Regions from separate parts of the Mus musculus genome. Here all the other regions are linked to region 6. A link is a contact called in public promoter capture Hi-C and targeted proximity ligation data. All regions are on one chromosome and are shown on one strand. The core of a region is the stretch at or near the end of the contact, and the rest is flanking DNA. Distances in the headings are between cores, read along the strand shown.

Region 1 (3,121 bases), core at 44-2,543, 490 kb before region 6:
AGCTTATTATTTTGTCCATGGAGTGGCGTGTGTCCATGTGTCTCTGGAGGAACCACCAGAGCTTTGTGTGTTTGCATCTCTGTGTGTCACTGTTTACCCAGTATGCATGTGAGAGAGAAGGAGAGAGAAGGAGAGAGCCTGCACATCTGGGTGGACACAGCCTTCTGAGGGCTGGAGATAAGATTTAGTGACTTTAACTTGCTCTAGATGTCTCCTCTGGAATAAAGGGAGAGATGGATGGAGGGAGAGAGTAAAGACAAGGGAGAGGAGAGGCTTGGGAGGAGGAGGGGGCACAGAGACAGGGAGAGGAGCAAGTGGTGGGATTAAAAAGAGCTGGGGGGAGAGAGGGGGGAGAGAGGGAGAGGGAGGGAGGGAGAGGGAGAGAGAGGGGGAGGAGAGGAGAGAAAGGAGAGAAAGGAGAGAAAGGAGAGGAGCTTAGCAGGGAAGGCCTGGCTGAGAGGGAAGGGCAGAGGCTGCAGAGAAGGAACTTGGAGCAGGGAGAGGAGAGAAAGGCATGAGAAGATCAAGGGAAGGTCAGCTTTGGAGACCAGGGAATGAGCTCTGTGTGAGGTGTCCTGGTAACCTGCTGGTATGGATGTGGGCCTGAATATCAGCAATAGTGCAGGGTGTATATGGTGTGTGTGTGTACACAGGTAGGAATGTGGTCCTTCTGTGTGTCCTTGTGCATGTCTGTCTGTGTCTCTTAATTTTGCCATCTTTTTCTTTCCATGGCTGTTGTCCTGGGATCTGGGTGCAAGTCAGGGGTGAGACTGCAAGTGAGGACACAGGCTCAGCTGGACCTCCCTGAGGTCCCTCTTCAGATCTCTTGGAGGTTCTCTGTGCCTCCCCTTCTCTGTCCCTTCATGCTGGGATGCTAGGCCTAAGGGTTGGCTTCCTCTAGGAACCCAGGTATCCTGCCATGCAGTGCCCTGAGCGCCTCCATTCTTTCCTTAATCTCTTCCGAGCAAGGAGAGGAGACCCAGATTAGCCAAACAGAATACCCAAGGGAGGGCCTTTGGCATTGACGTTCGTCACTGCCAGCCTGTAGGAGGAGTGGAAGGAGGGGCAGGATGCCACAGGTAGTCATGGGGGAGAGAGCACCCCAGGGGTACTGGGGCCAGGGTACAAAGAGCAAGCTATAATTGGGATGGGAGAGGAGACAGGTTGTAGGGAGGGATGCCTCTGTCATCCGGTCATCTGAGGATGAGCCAGGAGTAGACAGGAAGGGAACGGGTCTCCCCTCACCAAGATGGCTGGTGCTGTCACGCCTGAGGGAGCTGAGCAGCTGGTTGCCTTGGTGACAGAGGGAGAGTGCCGCATGCTAATGAGGCTGGCAGAGAGCTGGGCAGCGGAAGGGTCTTGAGGGTAGCTGTGTGGCTTCCTCCAGCAGGAGTCAGGCCTAAGGGGCTGTAGGTGCTGGTGGGGGCAGAGGACAAAAAACTGAATCCATGGGCCCTCGAACACTGGACTGAGGGCAACAGAAGCCTGGATTTCTAAGAGTAAGGCCTCAGGGCAAGGCTGCTGCTGACAGGCAGAGTGGGAGGAGGGTTTGGGGCCTGAGGTTTAGAAGTGGGGTGCTGGAATTTTGTAGTCTAAGCGTGAGTGGCAGGGTAGGAACTATTTGAAGCAAGGAGTATAAAGACAGCCAAAAAGCTGGAGACCCTCCCAGTGCTTTGAATAAATCCTGTGTCCTGAGAACTGTGTTGTCCTGATGCTGCCCCAGTTACTGTGGCCTCCTCCCTCAAGCTAGCCTCCGACCTAGAGGTGAGATAAAGGAAGAAGACACCAATGGAGATGGAGAGGAAGCTGCCGGGAGCCACATGGCTCTGTTTTCCCCAGGGCCCAAGCCCTTCCCAGCCTCCTCGGCTCCTGGGCACTGGCTACCCTGGTCCTCTCTGTGCCCCAGAGATACTTGCAGCTCTTTGATCTCCACACTGGCTTCAGTTTCCGGCTCAAGGTCTAGCATCTCATGCCACAGGAGCTGGGATGATTTACTGACAGCAGACTGTTCCTCCCCAGCCCTCTTTGCCAGACTCCACAGCAGGGAGGTAGGGCTGGGGTTGGGCAGGGAGCAGGGGTTGGGTAGGGCTAGTTGGTCATCTCAGGGATCCAGGAGAATCAGTTCTGTCGCTGGTCTGGTGCTGTCAGTCTCTCTGGGGCCTGGAGGCCTGGTGTGGCTCATTCTGGAATGACTCAGGTTGAAGAAGGTTAGGGTTGCCAGGGCTTGCTCACTGGGCTAAATTGTCCTCAGCAAGGGCCTGGCCAGGGAAAGGGGACCCGTAGCGTCATTTAGGCAGGAAGGGTTTGGATCTTTCAGAGTGCTTGGCCTCTTGCCCAGGGGTCTTGGCTGTCCGAAGGCACAGTTTCTAGATTCCCAGATTCTGAAAGAATCACAGCATCTTTTGATCCAGGGTTTCCATAGGTGCAGATGCCTTCTTCCAGCTTCCCTAGTTCTCAGAAACAAGCAGGTTTTCTTTTGGAACCTGCTCTCTCCATGCGTGGCTGGAATGGGCAGCTGGAAGAGTTAGGGCTGTAGAGGAGGCTTTTCTAAGTCCCAGTCTGGAGGTTTCCTTTAAGGCCCAGGTTTCTATACTACCCACTTTCCCGCAAGGTTATGCAGACCCCTGGTGTGTGTGCGCGTGCACATGTGTATGCATGTGTGTGTACATGTGTGTGTGTGTGCATGTGTGTGTGTGTGTGTGTGTGTGTGTGCATGTGATGGCTGGCGTCCCCTTGCCCACTCAATCCCACTCTAACGGGACACTCTCTCTCTCTCCAGGTGGCTCTGATTTTTGTGTTGTGTTTTATTTTCTCCTCCATCCGAATTGTTTTTTTCTCGTTGACCGTTTTTTTTTTTTTTCTCCACCTCCTGGAAGAAAAAAAAAAAAGAAAAGAAAAAAAGAAAAAAGGAAAAAGGAAAAGGGAAAGGCCGCTTCGCGCCGCCCCGCGCCATGCTGCTTCCCTTTCCTTTTCCTTTTCTCTTTTTTTTTTCCGGCAAGAAGAAAAAAAAATAAGAAACCAAAAAATTCTCTCCCCTCCCCTGCAGCAACGCCCACCTGCCCGCCTCCTCTGGCTCACACCTCTCGCCCACCCTCTGACACCCCTTCCCCTCCCTCTACCC
Region 2 (3,049 bases), core at 537-3,036, 410 kb before region 6:
TCCTCGGTGGTCAAACCTGAATATGGGACTGGCCGGTAGCTGGGTTCCCTAATTGTCATCAATGTCTGTGCTGAGTACTGGTTATGGAGAGCTTATACCTGCCACAGTGACCTAGCTAGGCCACCTCTGCCCCACAGTGCGTCTGCTCCCCATCCCCAACGTCACTGCCTTGGCTATTGAGCCTGCAGGCCCAGAGGAATCTTGGGGTGTCCATGGCGCCATGTGTTTCCTCTGCATCAGTCTGCCTTCAGCTTTCTCAGGGCCGGGCTTGCTGTATTCCAGGCTCTTCTTTCTGTCCTGCAAGGATCCGGGGGCTGGCAGGGAGAGAGAGACAAGATATAAGCCTTTCTATCTATCCTCAGTGCCCAGAAATCTGAGTGGTCTGGGTGCCCAGGGGCTTTCCTCTAGGGAGTGGGGAGCCCTAAGAGTAAGGCCTAGGCTCGCCTAGGCTGACTACCTATGCCCTCCAAATCCCATCTAATCTTAGTAGAAGAGGGTAGGCAGGCCAGCCACTTGGTAAAGAGAGTGGATGGCCCCTGAGAGATCCTGGGCTTGGTGGAAGAGAGAGAGGGTCAAGGCTGTGGAAGGGAAGAGGAGTCCATGACTTTGGCCCTGGGCAAGGGCTGTTGGGTTGAAGAGGAACTTAGGGAGCTGCGGGTTGGAACCTCCTCCCCATGGCTTCTTGGCCTCTTCCACACTGGCTCTCTCCTCGCCTGTTGTCTCCCCGCTCCCTTACTCCTTGGGCTTTGGGTCTCCCTCCTTGGCTCTCTTTCCTAACCCTGCTGAACTTCCCCTCCCCCTCAGGCTCACTCATCTCAGGGATCCTCTTTCTTTGCAATCAGTAGAGAAAATGCTGACAAAGTCGACTCCTGTTGTCATGGCAACCATAGTCCTAATTATTGTGCGGAGCCTGGTTCTCTCTGTGGAAGGGGGTTGGGAAAGATTGAGAAGTGATGAGGTGGGGAAGCTGGAGATGGGAAACCCTCCATATCCTGTCCACTCTCTCTGTCTGAGCCTCCTCCATACCCCTGGCCCCTGCCTCAGGCACTCTGGACCTCTGGGAAACACCTCCGAAGCCCAGGGTTGGCATCCCATCTCCTGGCTCCCTCGTGTAAGGGGCTCAGCACTTGTCTGATCTTTGGGAGCCACAGGGCTGGCTCTGTTTATTATCCTTTATCAAGGGAAATTGAGAGGCCAAATCACCCAAAAATGATGAGAGGGTTGGGCTTGGCCTCGGCCCTGTCTTCTGTGCTGCTCCATACATACCTTGGGAAGCAGCTGTGGAATCTGTTCACCCACCGGAACCCTCTCTTTCCTTACTCCTCTTACCATCCTCCCACACTCCCCAGAACACAGATGACCTCCTGGTGGCCTCGGCTGAGTGTCCAAGTGATGATGAGGACCTAGAGGAGTGTGAGCCTAGTACTGGTGAGTGCCTTTCCCCCCTCCCCTGCCCCGGGCCCCTGCAACCGACTGCTGGGGAGGGGGGCGACTCTCTGCCACCTGGCCCCAACCCAGGGTGTCCTGCAGGCTTTACTCTCTCCTGCAGTCCCTTTGTAATTTAGAAGACCCCCAGGTCCCTCACATGCCCTCTGACAAGGCACCTTTTGGTGTCCCATCCTTGGAGATAGTGAAGTCTTTAGCTTGGGCTCCTAGGGGAGGAGAGCCAAGAGGAACTGGGAGGAAAGAGGGAGATGCGGCTATAGAACTGCAGCTCCCATGAGTCCTGAAATGGGAGGTGGGGAACTACAATTCCCATCAGGCCACAGGTCCAGAACTACAACTCCCATCAGCCCTGAAGCCTGGCGCTCTCTTGGCCACTCATAGAGGTCTCTGTTGGCACTCCCTTGGACTCCTACTCAGCTTCAGTGACTCATCTGGTATTCTTGAAGGGGTCCCCAGGATTCCAGGTCAAGCAGGGCAGTTGCTACATGAGACCTCTATATCTGGCAGTGCACTAGGTGGAGGTGCCCCTTAGGCCAGACGTGCAGTCCCCTAGGAGAGAGCCTAGCTTGAGAGCTGCTGCAGAAGCTGTGGAAAGGGCCCCCTGAGTGGTGGCAACACAGGAACTCTGCTTAATGATGCTAGCTGGAGCCTTGGCTCCAGCTACAGAGAGCAACTGGGGCAGGTTGGGGGTGAGCTTTGCAGGCCTGGCTGAGAGCATGAGAGTGGTTGGGGCGGCCTAGTGGTTGCTGCTCATTGAGCAGGTTGTCAGTGGCTGACAGGAACAGAAGGAGGTGGTCACTGGGGGTTGACAGCAGGACCAGTAAAAGGACTGGATGTGGCTGGTGGGAGCTCCCAGTAGGGGAACACAGGCCTTGGCTGCAGCCTGGATGACATAGGAGCAGAGGGGCTGCCCACATCTCTTGCTTGGCTTCCCACAGGCTTCTTATATTACCATGCCATGGTGGCACCTGAGCTGTGGGTTTCATCAAGGCCAGGGCAAGTTCATGCAGGGATGGAGAGGGGCTGTGAACCCGACCTGAGGTCAGGGGTCTGGAGGGCCTAGCAGCTCCATAGGAGACACTGAAGCTGAGAGTGGGCTACCACAGAGAGAGTGAAGGGAGATAGGTGGAGCCTTGGGGTCCTGGTCACAGACCAGCAGTGGAAGCCCCCATAGCCAGAGGCTGATGGCCCTTGCCTTCATCCCTTTCTTCCCCAGTAGTTGAGAGCTGAGTGGGATTGTTCTGTGGTCCTGGGCCAAAGAGCATTCACGGGAGGTACCAGCTGCTAGGTAGGAAAGACCTCACTGTCCACAGCTCAGGGCCTGTGCCCCTGGGAACAGATGCTCTCCTCTGCAGGAGGCTCCTCTGCTGGGAGCCACCGTTCCATCTCTTTATCCTGCAGCCCAACTATGACTTTGGGAGAGCTAGAGTCTGCCCACAGCACCTCTTGACACTGCCTAATCCATCAAAGCTGTAGGCAGTGTCTGGGAATACCTACAGGCTGACACAGCCTCCAGCAAGGTTTACTCTGAGTGGCTGCAAGGAATGACCTGTGAGATCTCTGGGCTGGGACTATGCCATGGGGAAGGGTGCAGCCTCACTTC
Region 3 (3,032 bases), core at 268-2,767, 310 kb before region 6:
CTCAGGACATCAAGCTGTGCCATCTCTATGAGTGCTATGACAGCAACATTTAGAGGTCAGATTGGTTATAATTGCTATTACTTTTCTCATGCTGAAAATATTTTCTTAATTATCAGGCATGGTAGCACATGACTTTAATCCAAGACCTCAGGAGGCAGAGGCACGTGGATCTGGGAGTTTGAGGCCAGCCTGGGCTGCACAGAGAGACCCTGGAGAGAGGAGTCTGGGGGAGATGGCCCATCTGTTACAAATACTTGCTCTTCCAGATAACCGGGGTCAATTCTCAGCATCAAACGGTGTCTCACAAGTGTAACTCCGGTTCCAAGGGATCTGAAATCTTTTTCTGGCTTCCATGGATACTGAATGCATACGATGCACAACCATACATGAATGCAAAAGACACATACACATAAAATAAAATAACAATAGAAAAATTAAAGAAAAACAGTTCATTAAAAAGCAGAAGCCAAGGGGCTGGGAGTCAGCTCAGTAGGTAAAGTGCTAAAGTGGGTAAAATGAGCACAAGGACCTGAGTTCAAACCCCAGAGCCTACAGAAAATGATGGTTCATGCTTGTCACCACAAGTAGGAGGCAGGAGTCACCTTCTTCAGTGCTGTGGCTACTAAGTGACCTATGCCTGTGCCCACCCCATGGCAGCAGCCTCTGTTAAGTTCAGTGAGTCACTGAACCACAAAACAAAATGCCTGAGCTTGGTGTGAAGGGCTCAGCAGGAGTGGGAGAGGCGAGAGGGGAATGGGGAGTGCAGCAAAGTGCATTACAGATGTATAAAGTTGTCAGAGAATAACGAAATAATTGCTGAAGAGAAATGAAAGGGCAGAGGGAAAGGGAGGGAGAAAGGGAGGGAGGGAAGGAGAGAGGGGAGAAGAAAGGGCAGAGAGAAAGGGAAGGAGAGAGGGAGGGAGGGAGGGAGGGAGGGAGGGAGGGAGGGAGGGAGGGAGGGAGGGAGGGAAGAAAGGCATTTTCTAGGGACTAGAGAGAAGGGCAGCGGTGCTGTTTCACTGGAACAGTTCCTCTGGGAAGATGGAGTTCCTGGGTGGTGGCGATGGCTGCACAGTCTTGCGGGTGAGCTAATGCTGAGATTTACCTGTTCATGTAAATGGCTCACCTGTCCATTCCATGTCCTGTCATTTCTGTCTCAAACACAAACCTGAATGTCAAAAGGCATCGACTTTACTGGGTGAGTAATGGTGAGTAATGGCTGTGTTAAGTTGACTCTTTTACATTACCTGGAATAGTTCTAGAATTATTAAAATTTCAGAATATATTAGATAAAACCCTGATAAAAAAGAACAATCCACAAACAGAAAATGACCCAAAGGCTTGCAGGAGTCTTCAGGTCGGGGTGACCCAGAAGAGCCAGGCAGAGGTTTTTATATTTGTTCTTTACTCTGAGAAGTTCAGACCCAGATAATAAATGCTGTTCCTTCCTACTCTGGCAAAGTCAATCAGACTGGCAGACAGATAGACAGACAGATGCATGTACACACACACTTGCTCTGAGGGGACTGACCTCAGCTGTCGTCGTCCCCCCCACTCCCACCCCATGTGTGGAAAGACAGAGGGATAGAGGCTGGCAGTCGGCTCTGGGTCACATGATTTCTGCGCTGAGGGGGGTGGGGGGGGCACCAGAGACAGAGAAGGAGGGAGGGAGTGGGTGTGGGAGCACTGGAGCAGCTGGGTCTCCTGAGGGTGGAGAGGCTGAGGCCAGGCTAGACCAAGGGTGGGAATGTATGCTCTGATAGGAAGACAGGGTCAGATGCCACATGGAGCTCCATTCTCTACCAGACCCCAAAGCAACAAAGTTGGGGCCTGGGGACAAACCCCGCATAATCACATATGTTGATGGAGACCTCTGGCCACTGTCTCCAGGAGAAGCACAAGGCAGATGAGATACAAGCTTCAATGTGTCAGGGAGGTTGGAGTCACCCACAGGAAGTGATGCCTGAGGCGACTGGGGACAAGAGGTGGAATGTTCCCAAGAGAGGGTCCAAGGTCCTAGGGCAGGATGGAGCCTGGGGAACTCTGGGAGCCAGAGGAATGTGGGCAGAACAAGAGTAGAGACGAAGTATGTATAGCCTGTGTTAGCCTTCTCATTGCTGTGAACCAATGTCTGACAGGAGTGGGCAAGAGGAGGAAGGGCTGAGGGGAGGGGAGAGGAGGAAGGGGTGAGGGGAGGAAGGGCTGAGGGGAGGGGAGAGGAGGAAGGGCTGAGGGGAGGAAAGGCTGAGGGGAGGGGAGAGGAGGAAGGGGTGAGGGGAGGAAGGGCTGAGGGGAGGGGAGAGGAGGAAGGGCTGAGGGGAGGAAAGGCTGAGGGGAGGGGAGAGGAGGAAGGGCTGAGGGGAGGAAGGGCTGAGGGGAGGGGAGAGGAGAAAGGGGTGAGGGGAGGAAGGGCTGAGGGGAGGGGAGAGGAGAAAGGGGTGAGGGGAGGAAGGGCTGAGGGGAGGGGAGAGGAGGAAGGGCTGAGGGGAGGAAGGGCTGAGGGGAGGGGAGAGGAGGAAGGGCTGAGGGGAGGAAAGGCTGAGGGGAGGGGAGAGGAGGAAGGGCTGAGGGGAGGAAGGGCTGAGGGGAGGGGAGAGGAGAAAGGGGTGAGGGGAGGAAGGGCTGAGGGGAGGGGAGAGGAGAAAGGGGTGAGGGGAGGAAGGGCTGAGAGGAGGAAAGGGGAAGGGGAAGGGGAAGGGAGGAAGGGAAGAATGGATGAGGGGAGGAAGGGCTGAGGGGAGGAAGGGTATTGACTCTAGTTCACCATAGCAGAGAAAGCGAGGCAGCCTGTCCCATCACATCTGCAGTCAGGAGCAGAGAGAGACAAATGCTGGTGCTTGGCTGACTCTCTTTCTTGTAGTTTGGGGTCCAGCCTGTGTAATGGTCCTGCCCACAGTTAGGGTGAATTCTCCCACTCCATTAACTTAATCTAGAAAATTCCTCACAGCCTTACCCCGAGTCGCATCTCCTAGGTGATCTAGTGTCCTGTCAATCAATGTTAACTCTCACTGTTAATCCCACAGATGTGAGGA
Region 4 (3,416 bases), core at 58-2,557, 390 kb before region 6:
CAGTGACCCTGGGGCTCACTGGCTAGGCTGGCTAGCCAGCTAGAGCTGAGCCCCAGGGGCTCCCTTGTTTCTGCCTCTCCAGAGCTGGCATTACAGTCCCACCACCACTGAGCCTGGCTTTTCCCCCCAAATGCTGGAGAGCTGAACTCAAGTCTTCATGCTTCAACAACAGACAGTTTGCGGATTTATCTCCCCAGCCTGCCAACATCTCTTATAAGAGGCCAATGTTTGTTCAGGTCCTCTGTGCTCAGCCCAGAGACAGACGACAGGATCCTGTGTCTAGGTGGCCTGGAGTCATGGCAGAGGTTCAACTATGGGTAAAGCCATCGGGTGATGTAGAAACAGGAATGGTACCCCAGGCCAGGCTGTGTGGACATACCTCACTGTGTGGCCCAGGTTGGCCTCAGACTCAGGAATCCTCCTGTCTCTTTAGAGATGGGGTCATAGGCATGAACCACTAACTATGACCTTGCAGATGACTCCCGCTGCCCAGTCCCCTGCAAGCCTACATGGCTGCTCCCAAGTGAGGAGGCTTGGGGAGGTGCATCCTTTCTGTGACTGTGACTTTGACCTCCCAGGTGCTGTTACCGTGGTCACGATTGTGGACCTGAAGGTGCTGTGGTCGTAAACCCAGCCATCCTCGCATGGCTCAGTGGCAGCGTCACTCCAGTTGGTGGCCGTGGCGTTGGACTCTGTAAGCTGCCATTGAGGTTGTCGGAAGCGGAGGCACTGGTGGGGTTGCTGGTCAGGACCAGGTGGGATGGAGACGGCCAGAAGAACATCGGGTCCAAGGTCCCCAGGGATACTCGCCTGGGAGGTGCTATTGTCCAGGAGAGGCACCCAACAGCGGTGGTGGGGAACTGCGGCTGAGAAGTTCTCCAGCATGTTCTGGGTGGTGACCCACAAAATGGGGGTCACCAGAGCCACCGTCTGGAAGAGCTGGAACCTGCCCAGCCCCCCCACTCGGTCCAGGAGTTCAGGAAAGGCCATGGGTTTCTCCTGGGTACCACCACGCAGCTTCCACTTCACAGAGGCTGGCCCAGGACCATGGGGTCTTTGTGATGAGCCTGCTTTCCCCTTGGCTCTGACCACACCAGTCTCTTCATATGCATGTCACACAGCCATGTTGCTGAGTCACAGCCAGTCAAGGCTCTTGTGTATCTGCCTGCTGGCTGTCACCATGAGACCTGGAACCCTCTGTGGTAATCTGGAGGCCATGGGAACCTCTCAGCGACACAGCAGAGTCTGGCTCTCAGGAAAAACCAAATTTGAGAAGCAAGGAGGGTGGAGAGAGAAGTCACTCTGGGTAGAATTAAAGTGTGACTAGGAGCCATTTAATAGAAGAGGGTTTAGTAATCATTTCTTCAAAGTTTAACCAGGACAACACCACTGCAGATGAAAGCGGCAGTTTCTCCCACCACCCCGCCCCCATCTTCATGGCCCTGGTTTCTGTTAGGATGCGGCAAGATCTGGACACGGGCTCTGCCACTAAGTGTGTTGGGGCCGCCATCCTTCGGTGCTCCTGCCTGCCTTCCAGGAGACATCATGACTGTACTGTGAGCTAACCCAGGAGAGAGAGGGTGAGCCCTGGTCCTCCCAACCTCAGAGCTGGCCTGATCCTAGCTTGAGTGATGGCGTCCTCTGCTTGAGGATGGTGTGTCACTCAGTCTCTAGGCCTCATTAGCCTTTTGAAGCTGCCACTGTTCCTGCACTCCCTTATTGATTCCCTGTACTGAGCCTCATTAAGCCCTTTTGACATTAGCATATGCCCCTGTACTCTTCAAGACAAATATCCTAAAGTATTGAGACCTCTGTCTCTTTCCCAGGTCTCCTTGTCTTAGGACCCACTTCTTTAGCCTGTAATTACATGGCCCTCTGCCTGGAACGGAGTCACAGTTCACAGGCTGGCAACTCAGCCTCTAGTGTCTCTAAGCCGACTAATTCTGAGGACTTCCCCCTTTGCCTCTGCTCTGCTCTGTCGCCTCCCTGACCTGTCTCCTTCTGCCGCCCCTTTCACCTACTGCCACACTGCAAAGCCTTACACTAAATCCTGCCTTCAACGCCAGGGCCCTGGCCCTCTAGAAGAAGAGCAAATGCTTGACCAGGAGGCGTCTCTCCAGCAGTTCGACTTCCATTTGTAAGATTCCTGGCTCCTGGGAGGGGGAAAGCCTGACAAAGGGGAAAGTGTCCCCAGGAAGCCATGGGAGTGACTGGACAGAACCGATAATGAGGGCTGTGTAGAGGCGGGAGGAGTCTGTGGGCACCAGAGGTACTGACTGGTTTGGGTTCAAGGTAGTTTTGAGAGTAGAAGAGGAAACGCTGTGATCAGGTGGCAGATGATGGGATAGAGATGTCCGTACGATTCCTGACACAGACGTTCTTTTAAAATAAAAGTATTTGGTGTGTGTGTGTGTGTGTGTGTGTGTGTGGCTTGTGTATTTGAGTACAAGTGCCCACAGAGGCCAGAAGAGGGGCATCTGACTCCCTGGAGCTGGAGCTGGCGTTACAGGCAGCTGTGAGCTATAGGATGTGGGTGCTGGAAGCTGAACACTTGTCCTCTGGAAGGGCTGCAGGACATGATCAGCTTCTGAGCCATGTCTCCAGTCCAGAACCTTTTTTCTTAATTGTGTAAAGTCCCAGGTTGCTACTGATGGGTGGGTGGCTGTCCTCCAAGGGGAGTCTGGGATTGCAGTCCCATTGTGTGTGTACCCCTGCAGCTGTCACTGGAAGGCACTGGCCTCATGTGTCAGCCGCTGGAGTGTAGGCTTAGATTTTTCAAAACCTAATTTGATTAATGTTCTTTAACACACCAACCTCCCTTCTAGCCCACCTACCAGAGGTAGAGGAAGAGAAGGGTTAATAGGAAATGGGCTTGTGGATCTCTGTAGAAGTAGTTCTTTGGGGGAGATACAATGCAGTCATTGTTGTCAGGATATCAGCGGTTCAGTCCACTATCAAAACACCAGACACAAATCAGCAGTGGGAGTTCAGTCCTCTCAACAAGCACCGAACACGAGTCAGTAGCAGCAGCAGTTCAATCCAGAAGAAACCGAGAGGCTCTGCTGAGCCGCAGGAGCCCACAGACGCCGCTGGAATGTCATGAGAAGTTCTTTGGCAAGTTACCCTCTATGAAGCCACAGCAAGCGAAGATCAGCCACGTGGTGCGAGGCGAACCAATATAAGAGCTTTGCCACACTATCTGTGGGGTCATAGTTATATTCTTTCTAAACATCACGCATTCCCTCACATGTCTGCTTCAGCGAAACATCACGTGACATAACTGAGTCCCCAAAGAAACCAGAGCTTTCCATTTCAATGGTGGGCAAGAGAGGGTGGTGGCCCCTGAGCTGAAGGTGACACACAGTAATTCTGTCCTCAGTTTAGTGGTAGGAGCTAGTTAAGGCCGCCTCTAGACA
Region 5 (3,154 bases), core at 57-2,556, 430 kb before region 6:
CAGCTTTCCTCCTGCTCCAAGGCTCCCTAGTGTGAGGGCAGTGCACTTTCTCTTTCTCTCTCTCTCTCTCTCTCTCTCTCTCTCTCTCTCTCTCTCTCTCTCTCTGCATGGACACCTGCTTCTCTGCTTCTCTACTGAGTCTCCTTGCCTTCTTCCCTGCTCACAGCTTTCCCACTCTCCCTCCCATCCCCCAAGCCCTCCCATTACATAATGTCCCTTCCCACCTGACATTTCTGTACCTGATGTCACTGTAGGGTATGGGGTGACCAACACACCTGGGACCTAAAATGGACAGAGGAGATGACACCTTTCTGGTCTTTCTGGTCATGGACCCCTTCATCCCAGTACTGGTCTCTGAATCTTTGATGAGCTCTTTTCTAGTCCTCCCGAGAGCCCACGAAGGCAGACCAACTCCCACTCAGTTCAGCAGCTTCCAGCAGAAGAGGGCTATCATGTAGTTTGGTTCTGTGGATGAGTATATAACTTAGATTCCTGACTGAATGGTGTATGGCCAGGATGAAGCTAAGAGCTGAGGTATGTAGATGAAGAGAGAGTTTAGCTGTCAGGGCCTGTGCAGAAGCCCCACCCCCTGGCTGTGGTGTTCTCCTGGGAAGATTTGTTGATAACAGAAAGCACCTAAGACCCGGGCTTTTCTGGATAATGCAGAGGCCTTATCCCTTGACCGCTCTAGATCTCCCAGAAAGCTTCTGTGCTGGCTTCTGATGTTCCTGGGGCACTGGCACACAGAGCCGCATGTGTGCTTTGAGCCCCCGGGGCATGACTGCACGGGCAGTTTTTAAATGGAGTAAATGCTGTGAGTCTGGGTTCCTGAAACATTGTTGATGGTTAGTTGTTTTCTTTCTAGAATGTAGGGATGTGTGTGTGTGTGCATGCATGTGTTGACTATATGATCATATCTAGTGTTTTATGGCTCTGTGAATTTCTGGGTCTAGGAAGCATTGAGGTGACTGTTGAATGTGTGCAGAAGGTGACATCTTATGTCTGATTAGAAACTCTTGCCATGGGCTTCCAGCGGTGTGGGTCTGGCCAGCATGCTATGCATAGTCAGCTCCCAATTTACCAGTGTGGAAAAGAACAATTGGTCTATACCAGTCTTGGGCAACACTGGAGCCTGCTTTAGTCCCCTTTGCTTCTCAAAACCTTTCTGGATGCTGTCAAGTTACAGATGTGGAGTGTTATCCTGGGCACCAAGGCTGGCATGCCTTCTTCTGGGAGGGCTAGAGAGTTTGCTTGCCTGGCAGAGCTGTGGGAAGCGCCTCCGGAGCGTGGCCGGAGGGGCGGGGCTTGGCAGAAGCTCCGCCTCCAGCACCCGACCTCCTCGTAAACCAAGCCCTCTGTCCCCGCCCGTGCGGGAGCAGTGGTGCTGGGGAGAGAAATGTCTCCCTGGGGTAATTACTGCAGCCCCAGCCCAATAAACCATTCATCCTTTCCCTCTTCTGCCCAAGAAGTGTCTCTCCACCCTGGTTCCCCCCCACAGTATAATAAATGCCCTTCGGCTTTAACAGGTCCGCCCAGCACAGTAAACTGGCTGCAGTGTGAGAACAGCTGGATCATAAATCCTGGGGGAGGCCGGGGCTGGGAAGCGGGAGGGCTGGGGCGCGGGCGCCCATTTGTACCTCGCCGGCCCCTGCCCTTGGCCGCCCGCGGAGGCCTGTCTTTGTGCGTTTACCGCCATGTTTCCCTGGCTGCCTCGACTCCTGTGGCGGGGTCTGCCTCTCCGGTCTGGGGCTTTGTGTGCAGTTGGGTGCCTCGCGACCCGCGCGTGGGTGTGGGGTCTAGGTGTGCGTCACTTGGAGCTGGGTCTCCTTGTAAGGGCTGGGACTTGGGTTGTTGGCACACATCTCAGATCTCTCCGGCTTTCCTGTCTAACCCGGCACCTGGCTTGCTGCTGTTCCGGTGCTATAGAAGCAGGAATGGCGCTGTCCATGGTGATGAGCGTGCTGATGGCTTCCAGCAGGAAAGCCGGCAGGAAGGGCCTCCTTTTTAGACCTGGCAGATTTGGGACCAGACTCCATGTAGATGGAGTTTCCTTCCCTGGTGTTAAAGGACCAAACAGCCTGATGAAATAGCCCTCTCCCGGGGAGGCCCTGGAACCCGGGGGTCAGGGAGTGTGTAGAGGAAGGTCAACATCTCTGCTCCCCAAACCCAATCTCCCAAATTCAACGTGCAGCTTGTGAGTGAAAGGGAGAGGGAGGACCCTGGGTATTATGGTTGTCATGGAAACAGCCGATTTTCTGGAGTGCTGCAGTGTTGGGAGCTGAGAGACTGTACTGGCTGAGGCATAGCCACTTGGCTCTGCTCTCCAGGCCCAGCCCTTACTAGGCAGTCAGGTAGCCTGCAGTGAGTATGGAGGTGATGCTCTCTGTGTACCTCTCACTGGGACCCGAAGGCCCAGCCTTCCTCACTGTACCTCTAGGGTCTAAGGTAGAAGGCACACCTGAGCCTGCAGGGCCAAAGCTGCTCTCCCCCCCGTCTGCTGGGGTGCTTTCCAAACTACAGGCTGCAAAAAGATGACAATTTTAGACATCCACGTGGTTTCTCCATGTCTGCCCTGCCCCTGAGGTCCCTCCCCATTCTTACTCTGTCAGGAGGGTAGGAGACAAGGAAGAAGCTCAGGGAAGAGCAGGGGACCAGTGCCTTCTCTTGCTCTAGTCTCACCAGTTCTGATGCCAGACTGAAGCCCCCCTTCCCTTCCCAGCCTCTCAAAGCACTCAGAAGTCCCCTCCCTCTCCTGGGGACCTAGAGTTCCTTGATGGATCCCTCTTTCCACCAGACTGCCCAGACTACTAGGGGCCCACTGGGTGAGAGACCCCGGGTCCCTGCTTCCCCTAGACCAGAGTTCTCCACTGTGTTCCCTACTGGCTTGCTGCAGGCTTCCATGCCCAGTCTCCATCTGCATCCCTTTCTCCCTGGCTAGGTCCTCCCTTGAACTCCTTTCCCCATCTCAAGAAGTGCCTTGAGAAGAGTCGTTAGTAGCTGATCATTTAATCAGGCACTTTATGCATCTCATCTGCTCTGGTTATGTCCTAAAGAATGCAGGATGAGTCTCTCCCCTTCCCTTTCTGCAGGCCCAAGAGTCTAGTCCTTCAGGACTCCCAGCAAGGCTCCCTTCCCGGAAACTGGGTGACCAGCC
Region 6 (3,447 bases), core at 667-3,166:
CTGCACTCCCAGAGATGTAGCAGGACCTACCCTGTCCTCAGAGATACATGTCTGGAAGCAGCACCCCGAGCAGGACTCCACTCTAACCAACTCTGCCAACCCACCTTGATGAAATCCTCCAGGCTCTTCTGGCTCACACAGGGATGGTCCCTCAGAAACTGGTCTCGGCCATGATCCATTTTCTTCTGAGCCTGCTGCTCGTGAGGCTGCTCCAGAGCCTGGAACACTAGAGCCCCAGATACCAAGTAAAGCAGCACCAGTGCCAGCAGAGCCAGGAGTGTGGTGCTGCGCATGGTCCTTCCAGAGGCAGGTCCAGCTCCACTTCCTGCCTGGGAAGAAGGAGCAGGGAGCTCCTGGGGAGCAGTGGTCACTGCAGGCCAAACCAAGGATTATGGGGTCACGAAGAGATCCATACATCCACACCCTCCTTCTCTAGATTAGACTCCCCAAAGTTTTTGAGCCCCTAGCTTTATTATCCATAGATGTAACCCCCACACAGCCTCTGGTTCCAGGTACTAACACCTAGGCCCCCACCTCCAGCCTCCCTCTTACCTCCGGAGCCTAGCCATCAGGAGAGTGGGATAAAGAAGAAAACACTAAGCCAGGCAGGGTGAGTGAGAAAATGGGGGACTTGTGAGGCATTAGGGTGCCTGCCTTGGAGAAGACCAAAGGAAGACTAGGGAGTTCCAGGGGAAATAGGAAGAGGCTGGAGCCTGCAGAACTGGAGACAGGAATAGCAGGTCCATACTTGGCTCTCTCAGTGCGGCTGTGGCAGCCTCCTCAGATGCATCTGTCCCCTCCTGCCTTCCAGCCTAGCAGGGATCAACCGGGCGGGGATCTTCCAGGGTCCCCACCCGCCCGCTGGGCTTTCGAGGAACCCCAAGGCGGATCTGGCTGCAGGGTATAGGCAAGGCCCAGAGCCAGGGAAAGGAAAAGTGGGCACAAAGTTCCCAGAAGAAGCAAGGCACAGGGTGGGAAGGGCAGCACGGATACAGCAGCCCACGGGACAGCTGTCACTTAGGGGGCAGCGGGAGATGGCAGGCACACACACACATACATATACACAGTCTGCTACATGTGCCACAAAGATCTTTGAGCCACATTCCATTCTGCAGCTCTAGCCGCGCGCTGCCCAGGCTGCAGGCATAGCACTGCACCACGCTCCGGCAGACCCTGGCACAACTAACCACCATGGGCGTGCCCGCAGGGCCGAGCTACCCTAGAGGTCCACGCGCACGAATGCGCGCGCTCGCGTACACACACACACAGATACACACACGGAACCCGTGTGACACCGCACGCCAGCCGCTTGCTCCCACCACCTCCCCCGCGTCCTTACGCCGACGCCTCCGAGCGTGACCGGCGACGGGACGCACGGTCACACCACTCGAGGAAGGCATCCACGCGCGGGAAGTGTCCCGCCCTGCCGGTTTCTCCCAGCTCCCAGGGCCTGAGATCCAGCCCACATTCCCGCGCCTGCTCCGCACTTACTGTCTGCCCACTCTGTGGCTGCGGCTTTGGCTGCGGCCAGGTCTCCCGCGCCGCCTCGAGGGTGTGCGGGCTGAGCCAAGGAGGTGCCGGCGGCAGCCCAGAGACCGAGCCGCCGGCGGCCGTCTGACTAGGACCCCCCTCCTCCCGCCCTCAAAAGCCCCCTCCTTGGGAGCTTAACCCTACCAGAGCTGCGTCTCCCTACGTGCCGCACCCTCGCCACCGGCTCTCGCCACCAACCGCCTTGAACCCAGCCCTTACCTGCACCTGCAGCCTCTGGGCTCCCCAATGCTGTCTTGTCCAGGCCAGTGAGTGGCAGAAGACTCAGAGAAGGGTCGACGTGAAGTCCAACCTTCCAGGCTGGGATTGGGGCCCCAACGCTGCCCTAACCTGGACATCAGCTGGCCCGGGGCTCAGGACAGCCGCCACACTCATCTCCTGGAATCTTCTAGGTCTATTACTGGACTGGGAAGAGCCTTCGTTTCTCCGCCCATGAGGATAGTCTGGGCCTTGGGCTCAGCACTTGTGAGGGAGAGGCCCCCAGGGAGAAGAGGGTATGTGGGGGTGGAAGACGGGGAGCTCTCTTTGAGGCCACCTGGATTTAACCAGCTGAATGGGTTGGGTCCTAGTTCTAGGAAGTCACTGATAGAGCACCTCTTGCTCAGGCTGCATTCCCATCTCTGATCCTCCAGGCCCTGGGGTCACCCCCCCCCCCCAACCATCTGCTGCCTGACAATTCCAGCAGAAAGAGTGCTAGCATTTTCTGAACAGCTAAAGCCGGGTCCTCTTCTGTCTTTATCCTTCTTTCTTCTTCTTTATATCCTTTTTTTTTTTTTTTTTTTTTTGGTTTCTCGAGACATTTCTTTACTGATTTCCACAAAATCTCTCCTGTAGCGTTCAGAGATCCCATGCTATTGTGGTCAGTACTTTTGTTGTTGGGATGTTTTGCTTTGTTTTGAGACAGGGTTTCTCTGTGTACTCCTGGCTGTCTTGTAGACTAGGATGGTCTCAAATTCAGAGATCCACCTGCTTTGCCTCCAGAGTGCTGGGATTAAAGGTGTGCCCTACCATTACTGGGTTTTGTGGTAATTGTCAGTATGTTTAAGTGACCACCCAGATGATAGGGGGTCAGGGTGAGTTACCAAACTCCCTAGTTCCCACTTACAGTAAAAGGGTGATTACTTAACTCTGGGTGCTGATTTTGAGTATTTAGGAAGTCAGTATTTGGGGGCTGGAGAGATGGCTCCGTCTTTAAGAGCACTGGCTCTTCTTCCAGAAGACCAGAGTTCAGTTCCCAGCACCCACTACTGTCTGGGACACCCTCACACAGACATACATGTAGGCAAACCACCAATGCCTGTGCACACATACAAAGTCAGTGGTTTTTACTTTGGTTCTTTCTCTTTTTTTCGTTGTTATTTGTTTGTTTTTGGAGCCTTAGCTGTCCTGAAACTTGCTCTCTAGTTCAGGCTGACCTCAAATTCACAGAGACCCACCTTTCTCTGCCCCTCAAATGCTGAATTAAGGGCATGAACCACCACTGCCCAGCTGAGGTCAGCGTTTATAAATGCTTAAAGCCTAGCACACAGAATTAAGTGCCCTAAAAATGTTAGCAATTCTGCTTCCATCCGAAAGTGATTGTCCAGCTTACTGCTGAAGTCTGAGCCTCTGCTGTTCTCTCTGGAGACCTTGTAGACCTGGCTCCAGGAGAGTCCCAAAGAAAGAATTTCAAGGCAGACTTACTGCTAGGCTGAGATCTCAAAGGAGCTAGAATCACCAGGTTTATAGACAGGAGTCACAGGCTCTAATAATCAATCCTGAGCCACAGGGCAGATCTGCAAGGATGTCCGGAACTCAGGGCAGTGACTAAACCTTTGGGAGCAGTAGGATTTGTGTACCAAGAGCTGACTCAGCATGCAAGTAGCCAGGGGATCAGGGTTAACCCATACCCAGGTAAGG
Region 7 (2,997 bases), core at 373-2,872, 360 kb before region 6:
CACTGCCAGCTCAGTGTCCTGCCTGTCAGACTTAGCTAGTGACATAAGGCGGCGTACTGAATGCAGGACACCCCTCCCACAGTCAGGCTTGTCCACAGCAGAGGGACCTCAAAAGGTTTTATGCCTCTGCTTCTGAAAGCATGTCTCCCAGCTGGGGACAGCATCCCAGGGCAGACCCACAGGGGCCTGGAGGACCTCCCAGGCTCCCTGACTCAGTCCCTATCAAGGACAGTGTGGCCACATCCCCCAACTCCACGGTGCTTGGATTTAACATTGACCACAAGAGAAAGTTATTCCACACCATTCTAAAAGTCAGTCCCTACCCCCATCAAAAAGGCACTGATGGCTTTGCCAGGTAGACCCAGCCCGGGCCAGGGCTGCAGAGGCAAAGCCCCGTGTGACATCCTCCCGTGTTTCAGACGTGTGTGAACACTGACTGAGGAGGACTGGAAAGGATCTGGAACCTTCGGAGAGAACAACAGAGAGTTGTGGGTAATGGCAGGGTTAGAACTTCAAAGCTTCTGATTTGAATAACAAAAGATACTCTGTGGTCCCTGGGAGAGCCAGGAAGCCTTGAAGAGGTTGGTGGTGGGGGTGGGGGTGGGCTCTGGATGTTGGCTTCCTTCTAATTTATCAAGAAGAGGGAGGGGGAAAAACCCTAAAAATGAAAGATTGCAAAAAAAGTATTTGATCTCATTCTTTTTGTTCAGAGATGTATTATTTGTGATTATAACCTATAGGTGGTTAACTATAGTGCAAAACAAATGATTTTCCTTCTTAGATCTTGGGGCTTTTTCGGCTTTTGGTTTCTGAGATGAGCTCATGTAGCCCAGGCTAGCCTACTGTATCCTGTTTTCTGTGGTGCTGGGGATTGAACCCAGGGTTTTCTGCATGATAGACAGGAGCTCTACCCACTGCGCCACCCTCCCAGCCCCAGCTTTGGTGTTAATGAAGACCAGGTTCCAGGCAAGCCGGAGCTTCATTCTTCAGAGGTTCCGTTGGATGTCACTGCCAACTCAGCGTGCTTACAGGGGCATGTGCTAATCGCCAAAGCTTCTCTAAGGCAGGGCCTCTCTGTGCAGGGCATGGTGGGTGATGGAAGGGGAACAGGAAGCTGTTTGGCCAAAGTTCAAGCTCAGTTTCCCTCCAGCAACTACTCGCGCCCCTGGGACTTACTTTTCCCATCTGTGAAATGGCTTGTAAGGAGACAGTCAGCACTTGTCACCTCATGGGTAGAGCAAGGCCTGGCTTCCCAACTGGATGAGGAGCAGCCACGAGTCGCTTGCTACACAAAGCCCTAACCTTCCTTCTCCACCCTGATGGCTGGCACCATGGCATGCCCACCCTGGCTAGGCTGGCCCCTTACTGTTCTCCAAGGGCTTGTTTGGTCCTCTTCACCTTGGGCCCTGCTAGCTGGCCTGTTTCTGATAGCTCTCCTGGTGTCTTCACAGAGTTCTGTGTCTTCTGTCCTCTGCAGAATATCTGCCACATGTTTTCTTAAAATAGCTAGCCTCAAGTAACAGACTCATTTCCCTGGAGACATCAAGGGTTCTATGAGGCACGTGGGAGACACACTGGCTGTGATCCGAGGCGAGACAGGTGGTAACAGAGATATTGTGATGGGCAGTGATAGTGAGGATACTAGTGATGGTGCTGATGGTGGGAATGGTGGGCATGGCAACGGTGGTGGTGATGGTGGGGATGATGGGAAGGTTGGGAATTATAAGGGGGAACATGGTGATGATGGTGGGGGGATGGTAGAGATGATGTGATGGAGAAGGTGGTAGGACCCAGAACCTTCTCATTTTCCGATAAAAGATGAAAGTATTGCTTGTTTCTGTTTTTAACTCCTGGTTTTAAGTGTTGGTAATGCCCCCTCTCAAGTCAATGCTGTGTGGTCCCTGTAACTTTAATTTTTTCAAAGCCTACTTCTAATGACGGTTCTTAAACACTTTGACCTCCCACCACCCACCAGAGGTAGTAGGAAAGAAAGGATACAGGGGGAGTGGACCTGCTTAGAAAGATTCTCTGGAGCAACTCCTGTGTTGTCTGGAAATTGGCAGTTCAGTTTACAGGTTAGCAGGCGGCAGCAGCTTGATCCACTCATGAACACTTCACAGGTACACCAGCAGTCCAATTCAATAGAGTTCAGGATAGCAAACATGAATCAGCAGCGGTGACATGACCTAGCAGAGACAGCCAGGCCTCAGCCTCAGCTCGAGTCAGCAGGAGGTACCAACAGGACTCCAGGAAAAGTTCTTGGCTGTGTCTCTCAGTGAAGTGAAGATCAGCGAAGACACAAGACCAAGAAGCGTCGTACAGCTACCTCTACAAGCAAGCCCTCTCACAGTCTGCTGAGCCCTATTTATACTCCCTCCAAACATCACATGTCTTCCATGGATCTTGCCTCAGCAACACGAGTCTGTCTTAGCTGATGTCACTCTGCCAATTGAACCTTGGAAGCAAGAAGCCTCAGCACACCATCAGAAGGTTTTTGGTACATTTCTCTCTATGGGGTCCTGACAGATGCAGCTCAACTATGCACTGTAAGGTGTCATTAGTGAACAATCCTTCATCACGTGTCCTTTCACATGCTTGCCTTATTAGCAGAACATCCTTTCACCTGTGTCCACTTCAGAAGAACATTCCTTCACGAGTCTGCCCCTGCAAAACACCATCTGACGCAACTGACAAGTTTCCACTTCAGGTCCCCACTTGGCAGGGATCACAGGCTTCTGGATGGAACATTCACAAATGGTGAGTGTCACTGCCTTCCTGTGGTTCCCAGTGGGGTGTGGCCAGCTAGATGGTGAGATAAAGAGACCCCAACAGGTCTCCCATGAAAAGAGGCCTTATTCTGCACTGACCAGGACAGCAGGCAGGTGGCCAAGAAGGGGGTGGACATAGTCAGCTGAGGTCTCACCTGTCCTGCAGGGCAAAGGCCAGGCCAGCCAAGGCCATCTGGCCTGTGCTGTAAGTACGACCCATGATTGTCAT

The links. Promoter capture Hi-C pulls out the DNA fragments that hold promoters and counts their contacts.
Region 1: a contact with region 6 is called in a targeted proximity ligation map of embryonic forebrain, with 4 times the contacts expected there. A contact is called at or near these places in 16 of 39 promoter capture datasets (the C10 cell line, the HPC-7 cell line, Sertoli cells and 8 more), 16 of 130 datasets of targeted methods (the NIH/3T3 cell line, astrocytes, embryonic forebrain and 8 more) and 3 of 9 other capture datasets (adipose tissue, liver and macrophages).
Region 2: a contact with region 6 is called in a targeted proximity ligation map of forebrain, with 5 times the contacts expected there. A contact is called at or near these places in 10 of 39 promoter capture datasets (the 3T3-L1 cell line, the C10 cell line, Sertoli cells and 5 more), 11 of 130 datasets of targeted methods (craniofacial prominence, embryonic forebrain, embryonic hindbrain and 5 more) and 1 of 9 other capture datasets (adipose tissue).
Region 3: a targeted proximity ligation map of pancreatic cancer cells shows a contact between it and region 6. A contact is called at or near these places in 11 of 39 promoter capture datasets (the 3T3-L1 cell line, 3T3-L1-derived adipocytes, the C10 cell line and 6 more), 6 of 130 datasets of targeted methods (bone marrow-derived macrophages, embryonic stem cells, large pre-B cells and 2 more) and 1 of 9 other capture datasets (pancreatic islet).
Region 4: a contact with region 6 is called in a promoter capture Hi-C map of embryonic stem cells, with 2.4 times the contacts expected there. A contact is called at or near these places in 11 of 39 promoter capture datasets (the C10 cell line, cranial neural crest, embryonic stem cells and 4 more), 11 of 130 datasets of targeted methods (bone marrow-derived macrophages, craniofacial prominence, embryonic forebrain and 7 more) and 1 of 9 other capture datasets (embryonic stem cells).
Region 5: a contact with region 6 is called in a targeted proximity ligation map of forebrain, with 9 times the contacts expected there. A contact is called at or near these places in 26 of 39 promoter capture datasets (the 3T3-L1 cell line, 3T3-L1-derived adipocytes, the C10 cell line and 14 more), 38 of 484 Hi-C or Micro-C datasets (the AML12 cell line, the CH12 cell line, the G1E-ER4 cell line and 16 more), 34 of 130 datasets of targeted methods (the 230-238 cell line, the NIH/3T3 cell line, SST interneurons and 19 more) and 3 of 9 other capture datasets (adipose tissue, embryonic stem cells and macrophages).
Region 7: a promoter capture Hi-C map of pre-B cells shows a contact between it and region 6, with 3 times the contacts expected there. A contact is called at or near these places in 20 of 39 promoter capture datasets (the 3T3-L1 cell line, 3T3-L1-derived adipocytes, the C10 cell line and 12 more) and 8 of 130 datasets of targeted methods (bone marrow-derived macrophages, embryonic stem cells, large pre-B cells and 1 more).

Annotation. Positions count from the first base shown.
Region 1 is chr19:6,444,923-6,448,043 of GRCm38.p6, forward strand. The region is part of intron 3 of Nrxn2 (neurexin II); the gene reads left to right. Among named protein-coding and RNA genes, the nearest start is that of Gm14965, 28 kb to the left of the region's middle.
Region 2 is chr19:6,517,900-6,520,948 of GRCm38.p6, forward strand. It overlaps Nrxn2 (neurexin II), which reads left to right. Exons shown (of 23, transcript NM_001205234.2): 22 at 1,350-1,428. Among named protein-coding and RNA genes, the nearest start is that of Gm52381, 22 kb to the left of the region's middle.
Region 3 is chr19:6,623,769-6,626,800 of GRCm38.p6, forward strand. No RefSeq gene overlaps it. Among named protein-coding and RNA genes, the nearest start is that of Gm32245, 58 kb to the left of the region's middle.
Region 4 is chr19:6,541,763-6,545,178 of GRCm38.p6, forward strand. Slc22a12 (solute carrier family 22 (organic anion/cation transporter), member 12) reads right to left here and starts at 1,308. Exons shown (of 10, transcript NM_009203.3): 1 at 589-1,308. The coding sequence starts at 990.
Region 5 is chr19:6,500,850-6,504,003 of GRCm38.p6, forward strand. All of the region lies in intron 17 of Nrxn2 (neurexin II), which reads left to right. Among named protein-coding and RNA genes, the nearest start is that of Gm52381, 5.2 kb to the left of the region's middle.
Region 6 is chr19:6,932,599-6,936,045 of GRCm38.p6, forward strand. Kcnk4 (potassium channel, subfamily K, member 4) reads right to left here and starts at 1,917. Exons shown (of 7, transcript NM_008431.3): 1 at 1,750-1,917; 2 at 105-370. The coding sequence starts at 293.
Region 7 is chr19:6,569,244-6,572,240 of GRCm38.p6, forward strand. It overlaps Gm32245 (a long non-coding RNA gene), which reads left to right. Exons shown (of 3, transcript XR_879496.3): 2 at 2,121-2,757. Among named protein-coding and RNA genes, the nearest start is that of Gm32245, 3.6 kb to the left of the region's middle.